Linked DNA regions of Drosophila melanogaster: region 2 is linked to region 1. A link is a contact called in public Hi-C data. All regions are on one chromosome and are shown on one strand. Each heading gives the region's core, a stretch centred on a gene start, on an enhancer-like site or on the middle of the called end of the contact. The rest is flanking DNA. Distances are from core to core; before and after follow the strand shown.

The links. A called contact is a pair of places that touch in the nucleus more often than the background predicts.
Region 2: a contact with region 1 is called in a Hi-C map of the Kc167 cell line, with 5 times the contacts expected there. The contact joins the promoter of MED26 here to the promoter of ND-49 in region 1. A contact is called at or near these places in 27 of 107 Hi-C or Micro-C datasets (the Clone 8 cell line, the Kc167 cell line, the ML-DmBG3-c2 cell line and 9 more) and 1 of 6 datasets of contacts at active chromatin or transcription factors (the Kc167 cell line).

What each region holds. Positions count from the first base shown.
Region 1 is chr4:570,089-573,991 of dm6, forward strand. ND-49 (NADH dehydrogenase (ubiquinone) 49 kDa subunit) reads right to left here and starts at 1,466. Exons shown (of 7, transcript NM_001272135.1): 1 at 1,447-1,466; 2 at 516-693; 3 at 321-445; 4 at 146-255; 5 at 1-88. The coding sequence starts at 607. It overlaps Ephrin (ephrin,), which reads left to right and starts at 1,667. Exons shown (of 5, transcript NM_166771.2): 1 at 1,667-2,083; 2 at 3,525-3,903. The coding sequence starts at 3,661.
Region 2 is chr4:786,465-790,431 of dm6, forward strand. It overlaps MED26 (Mediator complex subunit 26), which reads right to left and starts at 2,514. Exons shown (of 6, transcript NM_166791.2): 1 at 2,431-2,514; 2 at 617-745; 3 at 1-562. The coding sequence starts at 682.

The DNA of each region.
Region 1 (3,903 bases), core at 216-2,715:
GCAATGCCTGGGTGTATGTCTTGTACTCTATGAGCTTTTCGGTCCCACGGTGCAGCAGCCCAATATGCGGATCGGCACGCATAACGGTCTGCAATAACAGAGGTTTTAATTTACACAAGACCTGTGGTCGATTAACAGCTTAAACCTCTCCATCCAGCTCCAGCACAAGACGAAGGACTCCGTGGGCGGCGGGATGTTGTGGGCCGAAGTTCAAGGTCAGATTACGCACCGACTTTTCGACAGGCGTTACTTTGCCTAGTAGAGGAGGTAAGTCAAGCGATTAGTTCAAGGGTCAGTTTAATATTGGGTTACCAACTAACTGTTCCATGGTGGCACTGTCCAAAGTGATGTGACCTCGTCTGGATACATCACCGGGCCGCTAAACTGCTTCATGAACTCAGGGTCTGGATACCACTTGGCTGCTCCCCGTCGCGTCTCCTGAGAACTAAACAACGAGTTTCCAATTGGACAAATATAAATGATATATTCGAATTATGTAAGCATTTACTATTTACGTTAACGCGGCCGATCCAGCTGCAACAAGTTGTGGCCGCAGCCTCAAGTGTGAAAGTCCAGGAATCAACGTTCTTCTCATTATATTGGCCATCCTGATAGTCAAATTCCTCTATTTATGTTTCTTTAGTAACAATTCAGGAATCTAATACAACCAAATAGTTATCCGCAATCGGAATTCTATCCAAAAAATATCGAAAATTACTTTAAACACCGAATCTCGTACAGCTTATATACTATTTACACCAATAATATATCGCAGGTTGTTGCTTCATGAAAATGAAGTGCAAAACACATAAATTCCCTTATATATATTACACACTTTGTCATCCTGCTCGTTTACCCAAGTTTTTATTTATCTTTATATAATGTTATAAACAATAATTGCAATTAATTTTTCGAAGACCTGAATTTTACATCATCCCAATGAAGCGAATTTTGCGTTAATGGAGCACTATAAAAATATAATTACTAGAGATAATAATGATAGCTTCTGCAAGGCTAAACTTATATATCTTAGCAGTATCTCAGCAGAGCGAATGTGGACATTTAATGACTAAAAACAACGAAACTATTTAAATTCTTTAATTAACAATTGATTTCTGGACTTTTCGTCCGATGACTAAACTTAAGAAAACAAAATTATGAAAACTCTTTTAACTTGAACAAAAATTTTATGCAGTCAAGAACCGGTGCTAAGAGATAGTAACGTAAAAACGGATGATCGGACAGACGGTAGTGCTGACTCGGCTCTTGATACTGACCATATATATATTTACTTCAAATTCTTAACTCTTTCACTGGGTTTCAAACTTCTTACACCAATCAAAATAGGTTCGACACGGGTAATAGATAAATTTTAATAATTATAAAATTATTCTTAAAACATAAAATAGTGCTTAAGCCTAGCTAAAAAATTTACTAGGAACTTACATAATGGTTCTGCTACAACAAATGTCAAATAAAATCTTTATAAGACAGTTTCCTATCAATATGGTATGGTTTTTACTGTGAATATTACTTATAGTAGAAATTCGCATATGTTAAATTCAAAAAAAAAAAAAAAAACCAAACCATTTGACTTATATTATAAGATTATACGGGCCTTTGGAAAAAAATCGCTATCGATTGATTTGTAAAATTATCGATGCCCTTAAGTTTCTTTATACATCGAAAGTTAAAGTAAACATCGTTTTTTGTTCCAGCTCTAAACAAGTTTTTTTTATAGCTCTAGCTCTACAGTATTTATATAAATAATTCTTGTATGTAGTCCAAGTGTAGAAAAAACTAATTTAAATGAGCTGTTTTCGAGTATTTCTCTTCAGACAAAAACCTGTTTGGAACAATTTTTAATCATGTGAAAATGTAATTTTGAAAAAGATGTACCAAAAAAGGAAGACGGTGTTATGGGCATATATGTATATTTTGTGTTTTTATATGTCAACTATGTTATACCAACATATTTGTACCGGATTGTTAATCGTATCGAATAAGAATGTTTCCCCGAGAGTAAGATGTTTGTGTATATATAGAGTTTCTTCTGTCTCCTCGGAGAGTGTGTCGTCACTGTGTATGTATACAGAAATGTCTTTTGGTGTATACATACATATGTAATTGTATAATGCTGTTGGGATGTTTTATCACTTAAACATACAATTTTTAAGAAATATATTGATTGTTCCGTTATAAATTGAATGTCAAGAACTGCAGATCCGCTATATATTGTTGATCTTATGCCATGTTGATTGTTTATGACTATGAATGTTAAAAAATATATTAATATTTCGCCAAGCCATTACCAACCCTGTTTGTATAGAAAATGTACCATACATGTATTAAAATGTAGTATCCCACTTAAATTGATAATTGGTTTGCCGGCCTGTTAAATAAGTATTTTTGATCAATCAGGGTCGAATCAAATCAATTAGGCGGTTTCCAAAGTTAAAGCGAAGTACTTTTAAAAATCTCGTAATCTGTCAGGTGGCGGTAGTCAACATATAAATATTGTTGATCAGCATTAACAGCTGCTTATTTCGCCGACTGCCGCCGAACGCGGCGCAAACAGGATCCCTCAGTCTTAGGCTGTTTGTTTTAAAGATCAACTTGTATAAACTTTACATAAAAATATAAATACGCATAATATGCTACTGTTACATTAAAATGTTAACGCGTAATGATCTCAAAGCTTAGAATGAGTAGATATAATATGTAGTTAGATTTTGCAATGGGTAAACTAATTTCAGTCAGGATTGTCAACGAAGTAAAGGAGGAAATGTCAATAGAAGAACACATATTCTTGATCAGTTTACACAGCCATGTCGATATATTTTTTGTCTTTCTTTCCGTTTGCCAAACGACCTTCGAATTGAAGGTTGAAATCCTTTTATTTTGTAGTTCATATACATATACGGGTCGAAAAAGAATGCCGTTAAAGTATTGTTTCTTTTTTAACTGCCTAGTAAACTTTTTGACGAGATAAATTGAAAAGTATAATTCCGCTCTAAAAAAGTCGGGTTAAATTTTCTAAGAACCCTAGGTATTATATCAATTTCATTTTCAGTATCAAAATTTAATCTTGAAGAGGTGAAAACTAAGTCTACGTTAAAAAGAATACTAGACCTAAATCACAGATGAAAAAGAAACAATAATTTAACGGCCTTTTCAATTTAATTTTTTCGGATTGTTCCTATATATGCATATATATTTATATAGTGATATATATGCACAAAAGTTGTATTATTTAACTATTGTCATCAAAAATTAAATTGCACCTGACTTTATAACGCACTACATATAATTTACTCATTTATAAGAAATCTTTTAAAGGGTAAAGTAAACAACCAAACCGCATAGTAGTCTTTAGTCTGTTGGTGCGCTTCGTAACTATACCGTCCAAAGTGAGAAAATCATGTTACAAGTTACACTGCAGTTTCAGTGTTTTTTTTTTATGCCCAGAATTCGTACACGGCTACAGCGTTTTGTTGTAAAAATTGTTATTTTATTGATTGCAGATGGAGCAAGACACTTTGGTGCGGAATGACACAGATGTAGATGTAGCCAGTCAACATATTCTTATTTCGGAGGTTTATTGTATGCATTTAGCAAGAAAGCTACTAACGATCTAACATCGAAAACATTGCTGGCGGTATGCAAGAACGATCAAAGCAACTGCGTCTTACTGTTTCCTGGACCCAGTCAAAGTCTCAGATTCATGACAGTTGTCAACGTCGGAGCATGTTGGCATGTAAGAGGCGCTTAACTACCAGTAAAGTGCTTGAAGACTCACATCCACCAGTAGCTTTCCCCAATTGCAAATCTCACCGGCATCAGCAACAAAAGGAGAAACATAAAGTTCAGCTATACTCTGGAAAACCTTTAAGCATTAAGCTG
Region 2 (3,967 bases), core at 1,264-3,763, 220 kb after region 1:
CGGTCAAGTTAATCACGGAATTTACCGAATGATCTATGACGATGGGCTGAGGAGAGGCCACGTGGCAACTTCGGATGGAATGCGAATGTCGCCGATCCTTGTGAGTATGCAATGTCGTTATAGCGATGTTTTCGTGGCGATCGCTATCTTTTATACTATTTACAAGGTTGGAGAAGTTCGGATGAAGTAGGGTATGTTCACCCGAAAGCGGAGGCTCCGCAGAGTCGATATTTGAATGCAAATCTGAAACTATTTGCTGCGAAGGAGCAATTGGTTCTGTAATAAAGCTGGTGATAGGGGACTTAACCAAATCTAATGCTGGTTGTGAAGATGAAATTTGACTGGGATGTGCCAAATTTTCAGTGGCTGTTTGCTGAATTCCTACCATTTCCCGCCACTTTTTCAGCAAGGATTTTGCACGTCGAGCCAAATGTTCATTCTTAGTCCTTCTTCTGAGCTGATTTATGTACTTAGCCAATCTGGTGGCCTCCAACTGCTCCTTGGTGATAGTTGTACCCTCCAATGCACATATGACACAGAGAACTGCGTCCATATTGACGACCTGAAAAGATCTTTACATTAACTGATTTGTTGATAAGGTAATACGTTTTCTTACATCGTAGTTTTGATCAAGTGCCTGGGATAGGTGAGTAGTAAGTTCCTGTATTTCGATTTGGTTCATTTATATCTTGCGGTGCGTAAATATTGCCCTGATCCAGATTCAAGGGACGGCGAAATGCAAATACTGTCCAAGTTAGAAAAATAAGGAAAGTAATAGAAAAGTAAGTAGTAGGTAGAAAGTAAAAAGTTATAGTGTATTCACTTCACGTTGTTGCAAAATAAATACTATTATAAATAGCCGTAAAATTGCTATTAAGTAAAGTTTAAAGACCCAGAAGTTCAAAAATTTTAATACCCGAGTTAGTAGCGTGTCTGTGAAACACTCATACCAATACAAAACGTGTATTGCTCAATCGTTATGCTTACAAATATGCACACTTCGAATGTAAAGTCTGTGCTTCCTGAGCGCACTTCCTTGAATATGAAAATTTGTATTTGTCCAAAATAAGGAAAATTAATAATTTATGGTTGACTTCCCGACTTTATTACAATTCGCCATTTTTACCAATGACAGCTGCACTTCAAGGGTGGCAGAAAATCGATAAGTATTTAACAATTATTATCGATATACTTTCACGTGAATTTCTTTTAACAGGAAGGCCTGATCATACTGCTATCAAACAGAATTGAAGAGGAATTGTATTATATGTGACATGAAAACCTATAGGAGTATTATATAAAGTAAACGTCCATTTTTGGGCTAAATGCGTGAATCTCAAAATGAAAAAAGGGTCAAATATACCAGACCAGAAAATGAAGGTTTTGTTGCTTTGTGGTTTGGATATTTTCCCGTTGTCCTATATATTTTGTAAAATATAAAACGATTTCGTAGATTCTCCGTCCAGTTACCCGCTTTACTTAATATGGAGAATATTAAAATATTGTTTGTTTTTTTACCCTTAACTTATTTTATTCGGACTAGCAATGCCGTTTTTTTTTTGTTAAGGATATATAAAGATTCTTAAACTCTTTCATTTCAATGCGAAATATTTGAAAAAAGTGTGTATATATAGGATTTGTACAAAACAAATGCTCTCGGTGTTCTTCAAAAACAAAAAACAAACAAATGGCTTACAATTACCAAACCCCATAACTTGGGTTAAGGGATCATCTCACAATTGAAAAAAAGTAAACTATAGTACTATCCTTCAGCACCAAAATCGAGTATATATTTTTTTCTTATTGCAAAACCTTTGGAAGCCTTTTGTATATAAGAATATATTTTACATTTAATAAGCAACAGAAAAAGAATATGTTTAATTTTTTATATTCACATTTTACCACAGCGGCTTTTTTTTTAATATGTTCTATAATATTATTCTTATTCTGAACCTCGAGCAGAAGAGATTTTATTGACCTTCCCGTCTAAGAACTGAGCTACCCCATGCTTATACTGTGTTTCCGTGTTTGACAAAAACCAAAACTGACTGTGTCCATATATATAGTGTAATTGGAATATAAACGGTTAGTAGTACTAAATTAGGAAGAATGCTTGTCCGATCCGTTCACACTGGTAACGTTAGAATACCGGAGAAAAACTATTATTACTTAAAATGCTAATTAAGTTTAAAAAACATTTTTGTATTTCAGTACAATAATAAAAAATTTAATCATCTCCGCTAGTGAGCAAAATTCAAATATAACGACAGTGACTCTTCTGCATATAAACTTGAGATTTGCAAAAATATAGATGCATCAACTTCATAAATTCACACTTGGCTGGTTTGTCGCTCTTACCGAAATATCCTGATATATTCCTTTTGCACATACATAAATATACTTATATTATATGTCGTTTTTAATACATACCCCCACATTAATCACACTGCACATGGTCTATTCAAAGCCATATAAATAACAAGATGCGTAACGGCCATACCAAAGACACTAGAATAACAAGATGCGTAACGGCCATACATTGGTTTGGCACTATGCAGCCACTTTTTTGGTGACGGCCAAAATTGCTCTCTTTCCGCTCGCTCACGCTGAGAACATAAGAAATCTAAAAATAGAATTTGCTTGCTTGTGTGAGTAAAAACAAGAGACGGGAACGCGTATATGTGTGGGTGTTGTGCTAGAAGACGATTTTCGGGCCGAAATCAATTCTGATCAAAGAAATGAATTTACATTGTACATATTAGGGTAGTTTTTTGCCAATTTCGTAGCAATATGATGAAATAAAATAATTTTTAAAAATTCGCGCCCTTCTTATTATAATTTTAAAATTTTAATTTTAATTTTAAAATTTTTTAATTTTAAAGCTTTTTAAATTCGTTTGTTAAAATCGCCGCTCGAATTAGCTACCGTTTACATATTTATATTTATGTTGATAATTATTTATGTGTAATATGTGTAATAGTCGGTACCCAGGGAACACTACGGGGAGGCCATTACAATTGTAATGGGGTCTTATATTTACGTATATGACCTTCGAGTCGACTTGAAATATTTTAATGTTTAACATTAAAACATTTCCATATTCCCCAATTAAGTTATTTTTCTAACTATTGTTTTTTATTATATATTGCTCGATTTTTCAGTCGTCAGTTATTTAAATAACGCTCATTTTTTTTATTCATGAGATAGAATGCTGAGCTTAGCTTGCTTTTTTTGTCTATCAGCTATCACAGTCCACTTACAATGCTTAAAAAGCAAAACTTTTATAAGTTTGTTTAAAAGATCTGTTCTATGTGCATAACATTCATTATTTTCATAAAACCATAATGGGAAGGCACTACTTTCATTTGTGCACTTAATGCATTGCTCAACAATAAATTTTTTTATACACATTTGTTTTTTATTATTTTTAAAAATATTTTCGAAAGCTTTAATGTGTATTTTGTAAATATTAAAAAATAAATCAGATGGTGCCCTTAATTTCCCGAAGTCCGATTCTATTGAGTAGTTTTTCTCATGTATAAAAAGCTCTGATGGAGCTGTTAAATGCTCGGTTTCTTTTAAAATTACCGATCTGCATTTATCGCAACTGGATCCCTTAGCAATATATCCAACAAAATATCTACTGGAAGTTAATTCAATGGGTACATCATTGCACAAAAAGTTATCTATATTTTGGTCAAAGTACCTCTCATTGTCTTGCACGATTTTGGAAAATGATACAGAGTATTCTTGTTGCTGTATTTCTTTTTTTTCAACGAAAGGCTGATATATTATCGAATCGAACTCTATTGGCAACATAACATCATCATCTGATTCGCAATTCGACTTTTGTGAAAATTTAAAAATGTGTAGAGATATGAGCTTGGCAATTATTATATTAAATTCGTTAACTGAAGGATTTCTGCAGTTACCACCTTTTGCTCGAACGCACGCAAATATATTTTCA